4 separate regions of the Mus musculus genome follow, and all the other regions are linked to region 3. A link is a contact called in public Hi-C, HiChIP or PLAC-seq and promoter capture Hi-C data. All regions are on one chromosome and are shown on one strand. Each heading gives the region's core, a stretch centred on a gene start, on an enhancer-like site or on the middle of the called end of the contact. The rest is flanking DNA. Distances are from core to core; before and after follow the strand shown. Region 1 holds the start of Edn3 (endothelin 3). Region 2 overlaps Zfp831 (zinc finger protein 831). Region 3 holds the start of Stx16 (syntaxin 16). Region 4 has its middle 14 kb from the start of Ankrd60.

Region 1 (5,084 bases), core at 1,162-3,661, 680 kb before region 3:
ATTAAACAAACCCAGGGTCCACCTGAGCCCAGTTCCTATGCAGGAGTCTGGGTGGCTCTTCAGTGAAGCCAGTTCTGCCTGCCACTCTGGACACTTGGGGAGATTTCAGACATACCTGGGTATTGTTAGGGGTCTTGTCAACAGAATCAGGAAACACTGGACCCTCAGAGTACCCCCTCTCCTGTGTGCTTTATTACTAAAATGCCTAGGTGGATGAGTGACTCTTCAAAGCCATGGCACAGAGGACTCTGACACCAATGGGCTTCCAGAGAGAGGAAACCCTGAAGGAGAATAACTAGTTGCCTTTCTAGGCTGAGGGGTTGTGCTCAGCCATCTCCAAGCTCCCAGACAAGGATTCCTAGGCAAGTTCCAGTAGATATCCCTAGAGATGCAGAGAACACCCAAGGAACTGAGTTTAGCATCATCCAGCCCAAGATTCAAGGGATCCAAGAGACAAGCTGTGAGATAGTGGCCACAAGGTCACACCCTATAGCTGCTTATAAGTCATGTCTTAGCGCACGGGGAAACCCCAGTGGTCCAGTGGGGATTGAGTGGAAAATAAAACAGAGAAACCTTCTCTATGGTTCCAGGGGAGGGTGCCTCTTATCAAAGGTGACACCTAGAGACACTTAAATACAGCAGCACCTGGTACTAGGTATTTGTGAGAGATTTTAAGATTGAACAGAGAGGCCCTCTGTGGCCATGGCTGTGGACATTGGGGTTAGCCCTGGGGAATGGCAGCCATGTGAGCCACATGTGTCACTCTGGCTTGGCATCCAAGATGGGCAGAAACGGAAGAAGCCATTTCAAGGGATGTATATCATTTGGGTCTGCCAAGCCTACCTTCCTACTTTGCCCCCACCCCAAAGCTGCTCTTAAGGGATTCCAAAGAGTTAGGAGGAAGGCTCAGCCCAACGAGCCTCTGGGGTAGGAGCATAGAACTCTGTGAGCATCTAAAGTCCCACCCCACCACATCTCAAATCCAGCACTGAGTTTCTTTGTAACTAGGTTCTCAGAGGGGAGGTGGGTTGCCCCTGGCCTGTGATAGGAGTCATGCTGCCTGGAGCCACTGCAGGAGCTGAATGCTGCACTGTGGTAGATTCAGGGATCTGAATGAGGTGGGCTGAGGTCTGAGCAAAAACCCCTGAAGCCTTAGGCCTGGCACAGAGCCACACTCCTCCCCCAAACCCCTAGGCCAACTCACTCAGGAGTGTTAATCCAGATGATGTCCAGGTGGCAATAGTAGACACACTCCTTGTCCTTGTAAGTGAAGCACGTGCAGCGGCGAGGGCGGTGGTGTGCAGGCAGCCCCTTGTCCTCTTGTTTCCCAGACCTGCCTGGTGCCCGTTCCTGCCCAGCGCTTTCAGGCTGTGCAGGCAGTGCAACTGTTGGGGACACAATCCTCTCACCAGGGCCAGCCACAGTCTCTTCACAGCCCCTCTCTGATCCAGCTTCAGGGGGACCCTGGGACACACTGGCTCTGCCAGAGTCCCCAGACTGGGGGCAAGGCACAAGTCCTGCAGGAGGAGGATTGAAGGGCTCCTAAGCTGCTGACACAGAGTTCTTGGCACCCACTACCCCGCCCCCCAAACCAGAATGAGACTCAACCAAACTTCTGCAATGTCTGGAGGAGGCTGGTTGCATTTTCCCCAAGTCTCCAAACTAAGCCAAATGCCTTAAAAAGTTTACAAAGCTCCGTGCACATTCAGTAAAAACTTGAGAGTTATTGCAGTCCCTGTGAAATCTGAAAGCTATTTGTTCTTCACTGGGTAAAACTCAAAAAAATTTTTGTATAGTCTCTGAAAAGTGCCCAAAGAAAGTCTCCCAAACTGAAAACCCCCAGACCCAGTGGAAGTTATCGCTATGTCTTCAGGCCCTTCTACCCGCCCCTGGGAGACTTCAGGGTGTAAAGCCAGACTTATCAGCTTCCCCGCAACACAGACCCGCGCCTGGCTTCCTTTTGTGTGCACTCCCGCGTGGAGAGGAGCGCCGCCCCGCCCCTCCCGCTTACCTGCAGCGGAGGTCACTGTGAGCCCGAGAAGGAGCCACAGCCCCGGCTCCATGAACCCCGATCAGGCGCGGGAGCACCGGGCCTGGAGGGTGGCCGCTTGTGACCGCAAAAGGGTAGTGAGACTGGCTACAGCTTTCGAGTCCTGTCGCTGCCTGAGCTGCGCGTCCCGGCTCAGAGTTACTTGGCTGAGGCGGTCACGAACTTTCAGAGCGCGCTGCCCATCCCTGCGCAGGGCTGGCCGGCTGTGGCTCAGGCTTTTCTGGCTCCCGCACCACCCCCTTCGCCTCCCCGCCCCTCCGAGGGGCTGGAACTGCCGCGCTGGGCCTTTGAACCCGGGGCTCACGGGGGTCGCTTTGCAAGCGCAGGGGGGGAGCTGACCAGAGGCGCATTCGCCCCAGGCTTACCCAGGGGTAGAGAGAGGCGGGGACGCCGCGCTCCCCGTGGGTGGATGGGGTAGGGTGAAGGCCCGAACAGCTGCTTGAAGGCCACACTCTGCCGGTGCTCACACTGCTCACTTACACATAGACTCACACTTGAAACCCCCTGCCCAGCCCAAAGCAACCTCACCCCCACCCCAAGAGCACCAAGACCATGAAAGGGCTGCACAGAAGGGCTGCTGGCTTCTTGTTCCTTTGAAGTCAGTCTAAAGGAAAAGTTCTATTCACCAATGGTCTTACCCTTGCCGAGGGCCCTTGTGCCACGGCCCTGGGTGTACTTTACTCTTCTGATTCATGGGTGCCCGAGCCAGCTCCCTGACTCTGGAAGATCTAAGTGACAGGTGGGGCTGTAGGACCAGAGCAAAGTCACAAAGATTCCACTCAACGTGAGTTAGCGGTTTCGGGGGAGCCCTATTTCCTCACTGGCCCCTTTAGTGAGGGGCCTCTCTCCAAAAGTCATACAAGTGTTGCTTTTCAGGGCACTGCGGTAGTTTAATGAGTCTACAAACCTTTGACTATTGTCATAAAATGTGGGTTTCAAAGCCATTCCTCCCCCTGCCAATATTTCTAATGATTGGCATTCTAAAAAGTAGAATCCAAAGAGGTGGCCCAGGTGGCTCTCATGAGGCAAGCCATGAAAGGGGTACACTTGTCATTAGAAGAAGCCCCAACCAGTCAGGCAAAGTGGTCCCATGGGGAATCCTATGTGAAGGGAAACTGAGGCCTCACAGCAAATGAGAAAGCAGATGGTAAGTAGAAAGAGACTAATGCCCCTGCCTCCAAGGAGTCCAGCTAAAGGCCAGTTGGTTTGAACTGCTGTGTGTCGCAAGACACTTTAGACTGAAGGCTCATACACAGAAAGATACTGCTCCCAGTTCTGAGGTCTTGGACGTCCAAGTATGTCCGGTGTCTATCATGGCTCATGGATGGCTCTTCTTTAATGGTGGATTGTGGTAGAAGGCCACGGTGCTCCGGTTAGCTATTACCACCTGACACCTCCAAGGTGCCACCTCCTAACAATCATCTTGGATTTCACCAGGTCAAGAGAAGTATCTATTATTCTCTCTTTCCTTGCCATTAAAATACCCATCTGCCATCGTCGAGGGCACTGACAGCCCAGTTGTCTTCACTGGTCTCTGTGGGTGTGGCCAAAGCAAACACTGCCTGGATGGACGTGTGCCCTGGGTCTTCACTCCAGCTGAGATAAGGAAGGTTAAAGGTGGAGAATCAGGGTTAAGAGTAAAAGACACTGTACAGAGGGCAGAGAGGAGGCAGGTGGCCCTCAGGGGAGGCAGAACTCTGGTCTTTTTTTTTTTTTTTTTTTTTTTTTTTTGGTTTTTCGAGACAGGGTTTCCTCTGTATAGCCCTGGCTGTCCAGGAACTCACTTTGTAGACCAGGCTAGCCTCGAACTCAGAAATCCGCCTGCCTCTGCCTCCCGAGTGCTGGGATTAAAGTCCTGTGCCGCAATGCACTCTGGTCTTTAAAGTGACTTGGATACATTGTAGAAATTCCAGAGGCCTTTTCTTTCCTATTCTGCTCTTGTTGCTGTTCCAAAAGAACAGTGGGGCCGTTCTCAATAATGTTCTAGCCAGCACTACTCTCTCTGTGGCCAAGGAGAGCAGTCAGTGGCTGGGCTCTGGGCAGGACTGGAGTCCAGCTGGGACTTAATGACATTGTACTCTACTCTTAATTGTGTGCTCATTGTTTATTTATGGCAATCAATGCTGGCTTTCCTTGTGTGGTAGAGATAGAACATTCCTTTCTAAATTAATTTTGTTAAATCAAAGAGAAGTAATCTGAATTGGAACATGATGTAACTCATTCGTGGCTCAGATGATTTGGTGGTGTGGTAAAATCACAAAGCTGCTTTGCCTGCCACCAACTCCTGGAAACAGGGGTGAACTCTAGTGAATGGACCACAAAACCAGGTGAGGAGGCCAGAAGAAAGTGCCAGGGACCAGCTGACTGCAGTGTCCCTGACAGAGTGATGCTTATCACCAGAGAGTTGGCATTGGGAAGAGAGAGTCACATCGTCTTTTGGAAATCGACCTTCAGAATCTGGGGAAATTAGCAAAACACTTAATATATTCTGACAAAGTAGTAGAAAGAATTTCACCAAGCTAGCCATCTATTTCTGGGAACTGGATGATCTAGAGAGACTTAGGAAGTTCTGCCTTGGGCTATCAAAAGCTTTATCCCTACTCTCTTGTACTGTAAATAACTTGGAGGTCTGTGATGGGGAACACGGACCAATTGGTCTTCCCTCCACCCCTTGGACCCCACTAGCGATACCACTGACAAAACAGCCACGGACTTACTAACAGTCACCTTGAAGGCCATATTGGTTGGCCTTGTTTACTGTCCACGCCAGCTTCATCTCGCTCCCTTACAGCTACACCTAGTAGTGTCTCTCGCAGGCCCTGCTCCCCGTTTGGTTCAGGTGGGTCCTCTGTAACCCCATGAGTCTGAAATTTTAACATAGGATGCAGTTGAGATCTGGGAAGCTGACACAAAGAAGACACAACTTTCTGGCCACAAGTTCAAGTCTGGATTAGACCTTTGACCATTTTGGGTAAATTAGTCAGTTTCAAGATCTTGACTAGAGCTCTTAAGAGAGTTCTCCATTCAGTGTTGT
Region 2 (4,401 bases), core at 1,046-3,545, 600 kb before region 3:
CTCAAGCTGTTGAAACCAACTCCAGTCTTGCTAACCCAGCTGCGGAAAAGGCATCGATTGACAGGAAAAGTCAACACAAAACCAAACAAAAGAGAAAGCCAAACTTGCCCTTCAGAGAAGTTTCCAGAACATGTCAGACAGGGCTCATTCTGAGCTTCAAAATGCAGTTACTTAGAATGGACTAAGAGGATTTCTCTCTCTCTCTCTCTCTCTCTCTCTCTCTCTCTCTCTCTCTCTCCCTCTCTCTTTTAGTTTTTTTTTTAAATTATGCATTGTATTTATAATGAGTCACTTCAATTAATTAAAATTAAGTACAACAGAACACAACAGATAAAAATTAATAGCAGAAAATGAAGAGCCTCCTCTGCCACTTAGGAACAGCAGCGTCGTGTGCTAGCATGACAGAGTGAAAGCAGAGGGTAGAAACCACGCATGGAAACCCAGCAGAACCCAGAAGCAACTGTAAAAGGAGAACAATCGCTTCCAGATGAAAACATATACCACCTTTCTCACTTGAGCCATGAACGTGTGAGCTTGTGAGAGTCAAAAGCATAGTCTATTTAACCCACTTTAGCAGAGGTAGATGCAGACATGTCTTTGGTTCTCTATGGTCTCCACTGCAACGTTCAACGTTTTAGGATACAAGGAAGACACAACGGGATTTTAGATTGCCCTTTCAGAAACAATGGGTAAAGCCTGGTGGGTGGCAACTATGATGCAGGAGGAGTTCCGTACGTTTGAGGCAGCCTGGGCTATGTAGCCAGATCTTTCGTGGAGAGAGAAAACAGGAAAGGTACGATTAGAAGCCACAACAGCTCCCCAGGAAATAGCTAGTGGACAAAGTAGGAATGCCCGTGTGTTCTGCTAAAGCAACAGGGTGCTATACTGGAGTCCACCACTAGAGGCATCAGAACACCAGGCTCTACCGTCAGAAGGGCAGGAAGAAGCCTAGGCTGGGTCAGGGCAAGGGGGTTTGGGAGATACGGGATACCCAGAAATTCCATCTTGGGAAAGATGCCCCCAAATCACAAATGTAACTTTGGATGCAAGTGACAAACTCGAAATGGACCCGGTTCAGTGAGAAGCTGGGAAGAAAGGACACATACCTATCAGGAGGGGACGGGTACAGACCTTTCTGGGATAAGAATAGAAAGCCCACCTCCCCCAAGTGCCACCACATTCCCCACGGGACTTCTAGGGAGTTGGGGGTGTGGAGAAGCAGCTGTCTTCCTATAGTCTCCAGGACCAGAAGGGAGAAAGAAAAGGAATTTTCCCCTCAAATCCAACCGGTGAGTCCCAAAAGAGGATACAGACAAACTGCGTTTGGCATTTGGCTCTCCTAAGCCAGATGCTGAATGTGTGGGTGTTAGATGACAAAGAGAAACGGCAGTGAGCCCCCCCCCCCTTAATAAAGATCTCTGACAGTAGTGTGTGTGTGTGTGTGTGTGAGAGAGAGAGAGAGACAGAGAGAGAGACAGAGAGAGAGAGAGACAGAGAGAGAGAGACAGAGACAGAGACAGAGAGAGAGAGAGAGAGAGAGAGAGAGAGAGAGAGAGTTTGAATTACCATCATGTAAACACTGGAAGATCTATTTACTGTCAAATTCTAGATTTTTCTCATAGAGACCAGAGCTGGCTTTCTCCCTGTATAGGAGCTAAGATTACCCGGATGATAGTTTGGTTTTTGCATTTGTTTTGTTTTGTTTTGTTTTGTTTTGTTTTGTTTTGTTTTGTTGGGTTTTGTCCTTCCTTCCTTCCTTCCTTCCTTCCTTCCTTCCTTCCTTCCTTCCTTCCTTCCTTCCTCCCTCCCTCCCTCCCTCCCTCCCTCTTTCTTTCTCTCTCAGTTCTGAAGCAAAGCTCAGTCCTTAGCAGCAGGACTCAGGTGTGAGGGACCAGAGAATCTGAGTGCCGCATGCTACTGCCTCTTCTGGGCAGGCTGCAGCGCCCGCTCCTCTGTCTCTGATTTACATTTGTTTTTCTGAACGGCTTTTTTTTTCTTTTTCTTTTTCTTTCTTTCTTTCCTTCCATGTGCTTCCTAAAAACACGGTTCTGAGGGAGAGCTGGGGTGTTTTGAAGTTGGGAGGGTGGTTGCTGACCATATCCACGTTCCTTCTCACAGGGACCCTCACCCCATCCCCCGGTCTTCTCTTTTCCCATCTCTCACCCTGCTCTCTGCAATGCTCAGCTTCTCTGGGTCTCAGCCTCCTACGAGGCCCCTGCCTATACTCCTGTCCTTATTCCTCTGGGGGTCATCATTCTTCCTTCAGTACATCTGGGTGGCATTTACGTGAAAGCAGCAAAAAGGAACAAACAAGCAAGGGTCGCCTGCGTGCTCAGACTGTAAGCTTCGCCTGCTCTGCAGGGGTCCAGCCGAGGCTGGCAGTACAAACCCTGCTGGCGATTAGCCTGCTCCTGGTTTAGCCATTTGAACTTCAAAAAATATAAACTAAGACCCAGCAAGGTGTCCGGGTTCGGAGCAGACCCGGGGTGCAGTGGAGGGGGTCCAATCACCCGCCGGGGATCAGGTCCTGCCAGGTCCTGGGCAGCCTGCAGCTCCTGCTGCAGTCGGCGCTGGCTATTCCTCGCAGGCAGCTGTAGGGGGCGCCGTTGAAGCTTGGTAGACGATTTTCCAGCAAATACAGAGTCATGCTTCGCTTTTTTTTTTTTCCCCCGGATAATAAATCCACAGAGCTTGTTTTTAACCCCCACCAGAGGTTAAAGTAGTTTCATAAAAAGTTTTTGGTAAATTCATGGGTAACTTTTTGAGGTTATGTGAGGTTGTTGTCAAAAAAATAAAAAGAAAGGGAAAGAGAAAAACAGCTTTTAGCTGTTGTTCCCTCTCTGCTCATGTAAGACCAGAGTCACAGGAGGGCGGATGGGAGGGGGATTGGAGCTTGGTGTTTTTCCAGAACAGTCCATGCACAGCCGCAGCTCCCTAGTCCCCCCGGAAGCCTAGCGATGGGGCTGGGGGTCGTGGGTGGCTGCGTAGGGTCTGCTCTGCACCCCAGCCTGCAGCCACCTGCCAGACAGCTGCCCCCGAGTTCCTGCCGGCGCCGGGGATGCAGTGCTGCAGTCTTCTCGATTTTTCTACAGCTCCCAGCCCGCAGACCCCTGCCCAAAGCGAGTCAGGGTGTAGAGAGAGCTGGTCGGGGGTCTTTGCATGCATTTCCCGAGTGGCAGTCAGAGTAGGGGTTAAACGGATTAAGAAGTTTATCCAATTGATAGGGAAGGAGACTGGAGGAGGCAGAGGGAAACAGCGCAGTTAAGGGAGGGGGCGTCGCACATTAACTATGATTCAGAGACTCAAATGCACCGAGTTCGTTTTTCATCTGCCTTTAGCTAGAAGAGAAAAATAAGGAAATTATAGAAAATTGAGACGCTAACATCCCTAAGAGCACTGTGCGCCCGGGGGTGCTTTAATGAACACTTAATAATTTCAAATGTTCGTGCTCAGAGGTGGCTTTGTCCGTCTCCAGCATGTCAGGTGCCTCGTAGCCATCAAAAGCTAATGCCTTTGGGCTGGGACAAAAAAAACAAAAAACAAAACAAAACTGAAAGTTAAAAACAAACAAACAAACAACATTTTAAGAGTTTTAGCAGAGAGGGGGCTATCTAGGAACCTATCTTTTCATCCACTATGAACTTGGGCACGACTCCCTGCCAGTGAGGATGGGGAGGTGGGTAACCTTGGCAGCCACCTCTGACCCCAAAGGCCATATCGAAACTCAGGTGAGGAAAAACATTTGGCGGAAACCCTCAAATGCGGAAGCAGGAAGCTGCTTGTTGTTGGAGCTGATTCTCTGAGCTCCCTGCCAGCATCCAAGGTTGAGGTGAAGGCCAACAGGAGAGGGGAACCTTGTCTGGAGGTTGGGGACCTTAAGCAGAGCACCAGTGACTTTTTGAGCTCCCTCTGGAACATCCATCAGAGATGTACATGAAGCATAAATACCCTAGCCTTCTCTGTGTCGCACTAGGGACCCAGTCCCTGGCAGCGGAATGAGACTCCACAACTTCTGGCTCACTCCTGTGGCCTAAAGACATCTTCTCTAGATGTGGGGTGAAAACGGTAGCGCCCCCTACTGTTTGCTACCCTGGTCACACGCTACAGAGTACTGTCATTTTGTAACAGCTCTCTGCCAAGACCTCGCTCCCTGTTGGACCTAGAGGATCCTGTGATGTGGGCCTCTCAGCAACGCCCCCCTCCCCTTGGAATGAGTCAGGACTTTCTAGACAGAAGCCAGATTAGACACTAGCCATACTCCATTTTACAGATGAAGGCCTGGGGCAAAAAGAGACAGATGTCCCTCGACTTAAAAACAAATGAATTCTAAGTCCACAAATGAAATTACTGGTTTCTATAACACCCCCGCTTCACAGGAAGCTGGGAGACCGAGGACAGCGG
Region 3 (4,663 bases), core at 1,143-3,642:
TTTTTTTTTTGGTGGGGGGAGGCAATCTAAACTGAACACACAGGTATTTCCACGGACTTGAGTCCTTTTTAGTTATCTAAGAAAAATTCCAGAAGCACCGGCTAATAAAAGCATCCAGTATTTTCAGTAGTGTGACATATGAAAATATTTTTAATGTTCTTGACTTCAACATGAATTTTAGCTGTACTTATAAATCACTTTCAAAAAAACTGTCTGAATTTGTTAAATATAGCTGTATATTTCTTAACATTGCCTGCTTTTCCAAACCACATATTATTTTAAACATTTTAAATTATTTTATTCCATATATAGATAGATAGATACACAAACAGATATGTTCAAATTGTCTAATTTAGAAAAATATTTAAAAAGTAATTGGACACAGCAACGTGTTTTTGAAAAGGTGCCGGTCCAAGATACTGTGTTTTAAACTCTCTGAATTAAGGGTCAAATTTTTTCTCTCAGGTAATCTAAAGATTAAAGCTACTTAGAACTTTACAGAATTAAAATTTAAAAACCAAACAGTATCTTTTTCATCAATTTAAACAGAGACCCTGGAAGCTTTAGCGTGGGTTTGGCTCTGTTTTGTTTTGTTTGTTTTCCCCCATGAGGTAGCATAAAATTAAGTCATAAAGAACAGGAGACCTTTATTTAACATAACTGAAGGCCCACAGATTATATTCATTCACTATTTCTCCGGTTTATTTCTGGAGACTCTTTTCAAAAACCACATTAGAATGAACACATTTCCATGCTAAGATTTGTTTCCTACTTATTTCTATGTAATATTATTTCTTTCAGTCTAAAAATGTAAAACATCCTTCAAATGTAAATGTAAACAAAAGCCCCAACACACTCCGAGCTAGTTTTCTATGCCTTGGGACCGAAGTTAACATCCTGCATCCTTTTATCCTTAAAACTGCTTGCACAGAATAAAAAATCCCTTTTCTGTGAATAATATGGTCAAACATATTTTCCACCGTGACCTAAACAGGGACAACTGTCCTGGCAAGACAGTGACAATCACGATACACAGCTTAGTTTTTCATTAGCACTTCCATAAATGATAAAAGGAAAAAATTAAAAGGCAACTGTTTAAAAGGCGGGAAAGCTGCAGCGTTTCACGAACTATGTTTCAAATGCAGCCCCTAAGGTCGTGGGGTGACCGTGCATTCCCCCATGTTTCAAGGCTGCTTCCATTCAAACCTTCCCTTTTCAATTAAAGGTATTATTACAAAGCTAACAATATTCATCTGGCTGCACCATTCAGACCCGCCCCCTATCTGAGAGAGCAGGAAACTGAGGCTCTGGAAGCCAAAGCCTCCATCAAAAACAAACCAAATACAGCAATCATACTGGAACATTGCTTTGAAAAAGAACAACAACAATAACAAAACCCTACACTGCTAGGCGAAGTGAAGTTCTGGTCAATAAAATCAAAAGCCATGTGCTATTTTGGGGGATTAATTTTCACATCCGCATCATGTTGGTTCCTTTTTTTGTTTTGTTTTGTTTTTTTAAAAAAAAGTTCGAATGGAGAAGCTTAATTTCCTGTGTGGGAAATGGAAAATGAAGCGCCTAGCACCTTGCAATCTCACCAACATGAGTCCTCGGAGGGGGGAGGGCGGGGGGGGGGGGCAGCAAAGCAATTACTCCTAGTGTACATGGCCACACCGAGAACTAGGGCCATTGGAAGAAAAATAGTGGGAAAGAAAATGAGCTGAGCTGAGCAGACCACACACACACACACACACACACACACACACACACACACTCCTTCCTGGGGGGGGGGGGTCTGCAAGGATTTGAGTCAGCTAACCACCCACCTGGCCCACAGAACCAAAGTGAGGCCATTGCAGGGGGGGGGGGGGGGAGTGCCAAACAGAACAGAACAAAACAAAAAGAAGGTTGGAGAAAGGCCTAGGTTCCAAGTCCTCGTGTTAAAACATATGTAAATCGAGGCTGCCCGACGGATGGTGGGGGAGGAGGACCAGGAGGCCCAGGAAGTGAGAAGGCAGGGCAGGGGTTGATACTGTGGTCCCCATTGGGGGTTGCAAGTGCCCCATAAGCCATGGCCGTGCTCCACTTCCTTCTGTATCACACTCCTAGTCGTCGTCGCCTTGTTATTGTTGTTGTTCTTTTTTTCTTTTTTTTTTTTCTTTTTAGACAGAGAGACAGACAAGAGACAGACAGACAGGCAGAGCCGCAGTGCACACGGTGTGTGTGTCTGGAGAGGCCGCCAGGAAGACTCACCGCAGCAATGCTACGTGAATGCAGAGGGCTGGAGGTGGTGTGACTACTCACTTGCTCGGCTAACAGCTGCCGGGTTTGGATGGAATTATTCCGCAACAACAAGAAAGCGTCGGTTAAACGCCTGGTGGCCATTGTCTCCCCCTTTGTGACCCCCCCTCTCAGGGTCTCCCACCCCCCCTTGTAGTCCTGATTTGTTCACTTTCTCTCTTGGTCTGGCCTAGCTGATTCCACTCTTGCACAGAAATCTCTCTTGACAAAGCCTTAGGCTTTTCACGGCGCGATTTTGCAATCCGCCTAAGCGCGGAGACCCCTCCCCAAATAACCACCTCGCCTTTTCCAACTGCCTGACTCCCCCTACCCCAAGGCTGGCTCGGATCTCAAAGCACTCGAATCCCCCCAATCCTAGCGTCGAAATCAAACGTCCTGGAGACCCCTCCCCAATCCCAGCTCGGATCCACAAGCGCCTGACGCGCCAATCCGGCTCGGGGATGGGAGAGACCCCTACCCACTCACTTCCTAAGACCTCCCCAAAGGTGCTGGCGCCCTAACCCTAACTCAGAGCGCCTGCGTGCCCGGCATGTGGCTCTAACTCCGAGTTTGGGTTAACTCTCCTCACAAAAGGCCTGCTCCAAACAGGCCGAGCCCACAACGACAAAGGAGCGTCTACAGCTCCCATATAGTCGCCTGAGCCTACTGAGGCTCAGCCCGACCTGACCCCTCTCTTTCCTGTGCGGCCTGCTTCTCCACTGCCAGGAGGCTGCGGGCCTCCACGAGGACCTCACGGCCTGCCTCCCCCAGCCTCCTCACTCCTCTTCACCGGCACCCTCCATCCCGGGATCAGGCTGCAACCCTGCCCAAGGCCGCTTCCGTGCAGTGGTCCCGGGCTCTAGCATTCCCCCGGCCCTCTTCCTGTCCGTTCCTCGCGGGTGCCCCCCTGCGACATTCATGAGATTGCTTGCAACGTTCCGGGAGCGGGAGCTCCCTTATTGCCCTGCCCCGGGATGGGAGTGCTCCGCCCTCTCTGGGACAGTTCCCGGGGCGCCTTCTTCCCCTTTTCCTAAGAGTGTACAGACTCTGGGGCAGGCGTCCTGGCCCCAAAAAACGGCTTCAAAACCTTGGCCCTGGAGCCGAAGACCACCACTGGGGTCCAGGCAATTGTAAACTTCTAGTAGGATTGTCAGGCAGGCAGAAATGTGGAAACGTGGCTCTTGCAGAGCCTAGTCCTGCGCGGGGGCGGAGGAAAAGTGGAAGAAGTCTGCCTCTGCAGGCCAGGCACGCTCCACTGCAGGCGCCTGGCGCTGCTGAGATGGCCTTACCTTTTTATTTTTTTATTTTTTTTCTTTAAACTGTGAGAAAAAAAAAAGTATCCGAAAAACAACCAGGCCAGGGAAAAAAGAAAAAAATAATAATAAAAAAAGCTTGGGCGCTAGGCCTTGCTGGCCTTACTGTGGGCAATAAAGAGTGGTCAGGCATCTACACTTGGGCACTACAATGTTGTGCCCAAGTGGGAAAGGTTCCTAAACTTAGAGACAACCCCTCAGCCCCACTCCCCCAAAAAGTACTTTGTGTTGAGGTTATGCCCACGTTTCCTCGAGCTGGGGTTTCTGGTCGCCTCCCAGTCTCTGGAACCATGCATCCCACTCGTTGCTACCCTGGCTTGGGGGGTGGGGGCGTCTCCCAGGGCCCCCCAGGGCTGCAGCTGCCGCACTCAGTGAACAGCAGCTCCGGAGGCTGGGGTCACCGGCAAGCCTGGATGACAGACCAATATCTGCAGAGCGACTTTATGGGGTGTCTTGCCCTCAATCTTGCTCTCAGCTTTGGGATCAGATTGGGAACAGTTTGGCCTGACTTGAGGGTCCCCTGCCTCTCCCGGGTGCCAGGAGGCAGGCGTGGGAGCCGCGCGTAGGGTCAGGCTCTTGAGCCCCGGGTGCTTTTGCTTTTAAGAGCGGGTGCTCCTGTGCTTGTGTGCAACAGTATCCGTATGAAAAGTATCTTTGAGACACATAACACAATGAATGCATGGAGGAATCGAGGCCCGGAGAGCAGCGGTGCGAGCTGATAGAGAAGAGATGATTCCGATGCCGAGCTCCTTAAAGACAGGGGCGCCCACTCCCCCCGCAGCGGTTGACGATCAGCGGGGGCTGCTCGGAAGGTGACAAACAGCCCAGACCCCGCTGGGGCCATAGAACCAAGCACTCTGCTGCTCCAAAACCACAGGCCCCGGGTTAATTTCGTGGAGGGAAATAAGAGGAACCCTGTGTGCAGACCCCAGGGGATATTTGTGCAGTGAGGGAAGAGTTCCGGCAGCCCACCCTGCTGGTGAGAGCTGACCCCAGTCACGTGGCAAAGCCCACTCCTCCTCCTCCTCCTCCTCCTCCTCCTCCTCCTCCTCCTCCTTCTCCTTTTTGTG
Region 4 (4,511 bases), core at 1,020-3,519, 510 kb after region 3:
CGGGTCGGGTCACTTAGCTAATGAGGTGTGCGGAGGTGAGGTGACTTATGGGTAGCCTTTTAACTTAACAAGTGGAGTCCCTCCAAGTCCAGTGTTTGCCAGGAGCTTGCTAAGCAGTCTTTGTTATTGGAAGGGCCAACCGCCTGGCAGGAGGACCCACACATTTGGGGAACAAGCACTCCACTTCCCTCAATTCAATTAGACACTTGGCTAGATATCTAGCAGCATCAAGCCTTCTCTGGTGACATTTTCTTCAGTCCAGGACAGGACCACTTGGACACATGCCTAGGCTCTGAGGATACTCCATTAGAGACAAGCTTGTCTTGGGCCTTGTCTTGGGCCTTAGGATACAGCTTGGGTGTGTGTGTGTGGGGGGGGGGCTTTCCTAGCATGAACAGGGCCCTGGATCCAGTTCCCAGCACTGTGAACACATAATGTGCAACACCCCCCCAACCCCTGTAACACACACACTATCATATCACATAGAAACAAGCCCATGTCACGAGCTGTACATGTCAACATCTCCGTGATCTGCCATTGGCTGACAGAATGTTACATCTGGAGCTGCTTCCCCCATGCTCGTCCTATCGTTCATGCTTCAGGGGACATCAAAGGAGCATCAGGGGAGGGGTCATTGACATTGTTTCCACAGGAGTGGAAATACCTCGATGGCCCACGCCCTGGAGCAGATCTGGAATGTGGAGGGTGGTCTGCTACATCCTGGGAACAATGTGTGTATGGGGAGGACACTGGTTCCCTTATGTCTGTGCCCTCACTGGGCTGGCCTTCCGGTCATCAGGGACCTCACTTGTGTGGAGTTGGAGTCATAGAGAAGGAGCTATCGCAGCCCTCCAGGCTCATGTCTCCGGGCCGGTCTTCACTTCTCTGAGGCAAGGATTCCTTGTAGAGGGTAGAGGAAGGTCCTTCCTACAACAGGTCCCTGAGGTTGCTGGACACACTGGAGAACACCGTTCCCCCCACCCCCCAAAAAAATGCTGTTTGAGATGTTGCCTGGGAGCCCCGCGGAAGCTCTGGGAAAGGTGGTTGAGGAAAGAGACGGAAAAAAAAAACTCACTTGATGTCTTTTCTGAGCTCTCTCTGCTTCTGGCCACTGAACTCTGATGAGCAGTCCTTGGTCCTTAGTGCCCTGGGACGTGTTATGGTGTGCCCTTGAGGACCTTAGAGGGGACATAGAAATGATCTTATCTCTTCATCCCAGCCAGAGACATAGCTCACCGGTAAAGCCCCATGGCATCCTGGGAAGAGTTCTGGAAAGCCAGCCCGGCAGGATGACAAAGCAAAAATGATGGTTTGCACTGCACCGAGCTCCCGTTTGCCTTGGCTATAGGGTTTCTCAAAGTCAGTGCTCAGTGACCAGCGTATCCTTTCCCCTTCCCCCACCCCCGGAATGAGTCTCTACTCTCTCCCCCTCATCTGCCCTGCAGAGGTCACTGTAGCTGGCCTCTGTCACAGGAGCCAGTGCAATGGAAAACTTAAGACCAGCAACATAAGCTCTAGTCTAGAGCTCTCAGCCTGTGAGGCTAACTCAGGACTGAGATGGTGGGCCTATGGGCCTATTCTCCTGGCGCTTCAGCCTCGGTGCCACCCCCACCCCCCTCAAGTGTCATCAGCAGGAAGTAGAGCTGTCTCCGCGCACCTGAGTCTTTTGCTCTCCCTGGATTGCCTGTCTGTCCCCACTCTATGATCACTAGCTCAGGGTTTCCAGAATGTGGGAAAAAGTGTCTCTGTCTCTGTCTGTCTCTCTGTCTCTGTCTCTCTCTCTCTGCCCTGCATGGGGTTACTCTCAACACCACGTGCCGAAAGCTGAACTTGGGCCCTCTACAAAAGCAGCCAGTGCACTTAACCACTGAGCCGCGTCTCCAGGTGCCCCGCTGGGTTTCTTTATGTGGGTTCTGGGGCTCAGACTCAGGTCCTCATGCTTGCACAGCAAGCGTTACTGATGGAACCGACCCTCACCCCCACCCCGCCCCAAGCCGTCCTCCCCATCAGCTGTGCAACCTCAGAACCAATGGCCATCTCCTGAGACCCTCGGCTCCCCTCTACCCATCTCATCAGCAGGTTTTGCCCTTCTGCACAGCCAGTCCTGTTGGCAGAAGAAACAGCCCAGGGGAATTGCCTACCACAGCAACTCCTTGGTGAGCAGGAAGGAGGGCAGTTCTGTGGTCGGCTACACATGCTTTAGAGACTCCCTCTGCCCCTAGATATGTGGCATTAGACCAACCAGGGGCAGCTCTTGGGGTCTCAGCTGCCTCATGTGGCGCGTTCGGGGTAGTAAAACCTGCCCCTGTTGCCACCAGAGAGATGGAATGCCTGGCTCGAAGCAGACACTTGAAAAATGGCAGGCATTATTCGTATTATTATACCACCAACACTTAATTTGCTTAAAATGTTTACTCTCTGAGAATCGATCCCCTCCCGGATTCCAGAGAGGCTCATAAATTCTCAGCAAACCTTATACAATAAGAGTCTCCATCCAGAACTAATAATTCCCAAAGTGGGAGATTAATAATTTCCCGTAAACTTGCTGGTCTGGACATTAAGTGGTGGAAGGCTTTCTCAGCAACTCATAGAGCGCCCCCAGGCCAGAGCCGCTGCAGAGGAACAACAGGCTCTCAGGCAGAGGAAAATTCCAGTCTTCAGGCCCTGCCCCTGCACTGCGCATTGAATACAGAGGCAGCCAGTGGAGGGCACAGAAACCCATTAACATTTGGCAAAACACCGGGGTTTGTGTTCTGCGGAAATGTCAGGGATGCTGCTATATGCGTCACTTGAAAATTCAAGAGTGGAGCTCAATTTGGGGGGCTCGAGGGTGGCATTTCTGCCTGAGTCCTGGAACTTTCTGCAGAGCGGGCACAGGGGACATGTACATTGGCCAGGGGGACACGTGTATAGCCCTCACGACATCCGGAAAGGGGTCTGTCCTCCATCACTCTAGGAGTACACATCTGGCCACGGAACAAGAAAGCCCAGTGTCCCATCTGCCCCAGGAAATCACGTCCTGTGTTCCCACAGCATCATCCTTGACTTGTTTGGTTGCTATATGTTCTAAATTTAAAACGGAAAAAATTAAAAAATACCAATAACATCTGGGGCTCCAGAGTGCATGTGTGTGTGTGCCTGGGAAATGTCACAGGGATGTTTAGAGAATTCCATATCCTTGCAAGGTTATAACTCACCATTTCCTGTCCAAATCCCAGTCTAGACCCAGCTCCCCAGCTTTGTGGAAGTCCCAGAGCATAAGATGTTTATATATGTTGAAACCGCAGGCCTGGATGATAAGGCCTTGAGTATCCCTTGTGCCCAGCACGGGGTATGTTGGGGGGCATAGTTTGCAGCTTTTGAAAGACCATACAGGGTTGGAGGGATGTGATTAAGGGTGTTAGCAGTCCTTATAGAAGGCCAGGATTCATTTTCCAGCTCAAACCTACCTGTAACTTCAGCTCCAGACCCCCTCTTCTGGACTCTGTGGTCACTGCATGCATATTCCGTAGATGTATGCAGACAGTACGTAAACACACACAAAGGCATACATGCATGCACATACACGTTCAGGGACACACGCACACACGTGTTTTTATTTAAAAAATCATTTGAGGGTCTTGGGATGTAGCTTAGTTGACTGTGTAATACCTGTGAGGCCCTAGGTTCAATTCCCAGCCTTCCAAAAACTGGGTGTGGATGTCAGCTGGAATTCGAAGTTCAAGGACATCCTCAGTTACACGGTGAGCTCTAGGTCATCTTGGGCTACATGAGACCCTGGTGGGTTTTTTGTTTGCTTGTTTGTTTTTAAAAAAAGACTTGATCTTGTCTTGTATACTGTAAGTACAAGCCAAGGGACTGCCCGGGATGTGGCCCTAAGGGTTGGAAATATTTACTTGATCCCCAAGTTATAACTGTCAAGAGACACCCTGTGTATGTTTGTCCATGTAGATTTAGGCATAAAGAATGATGTTAAAGAGGCTGAGGCCCTGGGTCCATCCACACTGTATTGGGGATCAAGTTTGATTCCCAGAAACCAAGCAAAAAGCCAGATTGGTGGAGACTGAATCCCTCGGGGTCTGTTGGCCAGCCATTCCAGCCTATTGGAGACTGGACCCCTGGGGGTCTGTGGGCCAGCCATTCCAGCCTACTTGTAGTAGGCTAGTGAGAGCTCCTGCTTCAAGTAACAAGGAGGATGGAGCCTGAGGAGAGGCACTGCTGTGGACATTTGCCCTCCACAGATGTGTGTGTGTGTGTCTGTGTGTACACATGCATACATATACACCTTACACATGTTTGCACACAGAAGGACACACTTGCACATATGAATACACATGCACACACACATATGTGCACACATGCATGTACACTTATACATGCATAGGAGTGCACACAAGCACAAATATACACACAATGCACACAGACACATACCCACACATGCACATGAGCACACACAAATGCATATGCTCACATACACACAAAATAGTCACACAATATACTCATACAATGCA

Evidence for each region. Promoter capture Hi-C pulls out the DNA fragments that hold promoters and counts their contacts. Hi-C and Micro-C count contacts between places; a contact is called where the count stands out from the background. HiChIP or PLAC-seq counts read pairs in DNA pulled down with a chosen protein or histone mark.
Region 1: a promoter capture Hi-C map of stem cell-derived epiblast-like cells shows a contact between it and region 3, with 4 times the contacts expected there. The contact joins the promoter of Edn3 here to the promoter of Stx16 in region 3. A contact is called at or near these places in 2 of 39 promoter capture datasets (embryonic stem cells and stem cell-derived epiblast-like cells) and 2 of 115 datasets of contacts at active chromatin or transcription factors (bone marrow-derived macrophages and embryonic stem cells).
Region 2: a contact with region 3 is called in an H3K27ac HiChIP or PLAC-seq map of stem cell-derived neural progenitor cells, with 6 times the contacts expected there. The contact joins the enhancer-like site here to the promoter of Stx16 in region 3. A contact is called at or near these places in 3 of 39 promoter capture datasets (the C10 cell line, the HPC-7 cell line and cranial neural crest), 6 of 484 Hi-C or Micro-C datasets (B cells, the HPC-7 cell line, cerebral cortex and 3 more), 6 of 115 datasets of contacts at active chromatin or transcription factors (the NIH/3T3 cell line, astrocytes, embryonic stem cells and 2 more) and 1 of 9 other capture datasets (embryonic stem cells).
Region 4: a contact with region 3 is called in a Hi-C map of the N1E-115 cell line, with 12 times the contacts expected there. The contact joins the enhancer-like site here to the promoter of Stx16 in region 3. A contact is called at or near these places in 23 of 39 promoter capture datasets (the 3T3-L1 cell line, the C10 cell line, the HPC-7 cell line and 14 more), 9 of 484 Hi-C or Micro-C datasets (the C10 cell line, the HL-1 cell line, the N1E-115 cell line and 4 more), 19 of 115 datasets of contacts at active chromatin or transcription factors (the NIH/3T3 cell line, the SCID.adh cell line, bone marrow-derived macrophages and 12 more) and 3 of 9 other capture datasets (adipose tissue, liver and macrophages).

What each region holds. Positions count from the first base shown.
Region 1 is chr2:174,757,946-174,763,029 of GRCm38.p6, reverse strand. Edn3 (endothelin 3) reads right to left here and starts at 2,411. Exons shown (of 5, transcript NM_007903.5): 1 at 2,012-2,411; 2 at 1,205-1,517. The coding sequence starts at 2,063.
Region 2 is chr2:174,672,360-174,676,760 of GRCm38.p6, reverse strand. All of the region lies in intron 3 of Zfp831 (zinc finger protein 831), which reads right to left. Among named protein-coding and RNA genes, the nearest start is that of Zfp831, 31 kb to the right of the region's middle. Within about 2 kb of position 2,295, at least 147 of the 459 cell types and tissues checked have an H3K27ac peak or open chromatin away from gene starts, as enhancers often do. A contact at or near this core is called in the HPC-7 cell line, cerebral cortex, stem cell-derived neural progenitor cells and 1 more, where this site is marked.
Region 3 is chr2:174,074,780-174,079,442 of GRCm38.p6, reverse strand. It overlaps Stx16 (syntaxin 16), which reads right to left and starts at 2,392. Exons shown (of 9, transcript NM_172675.4): 1 at 2,254-2,392. The coding sequence starts at 2,385.
Region 4 is chr2:173,562,494-173,567,004 of GRCm38.p6, reverse strand. No RefSeq gene overlaps it. Among named protein-coding and RNA genes, the nearest start is that of Ankrd60, 14 kb to the left of the region's middle. Within about 2 kb of position 2,269, at least 26 of the 459 cell types and tissues checked have an H3K27ac peak or open chromatin away from gene starts, as enhancers often do. A contact at or near this core is called in the N1E-115 cell line and the SCID.adh cell line, where this site is marked.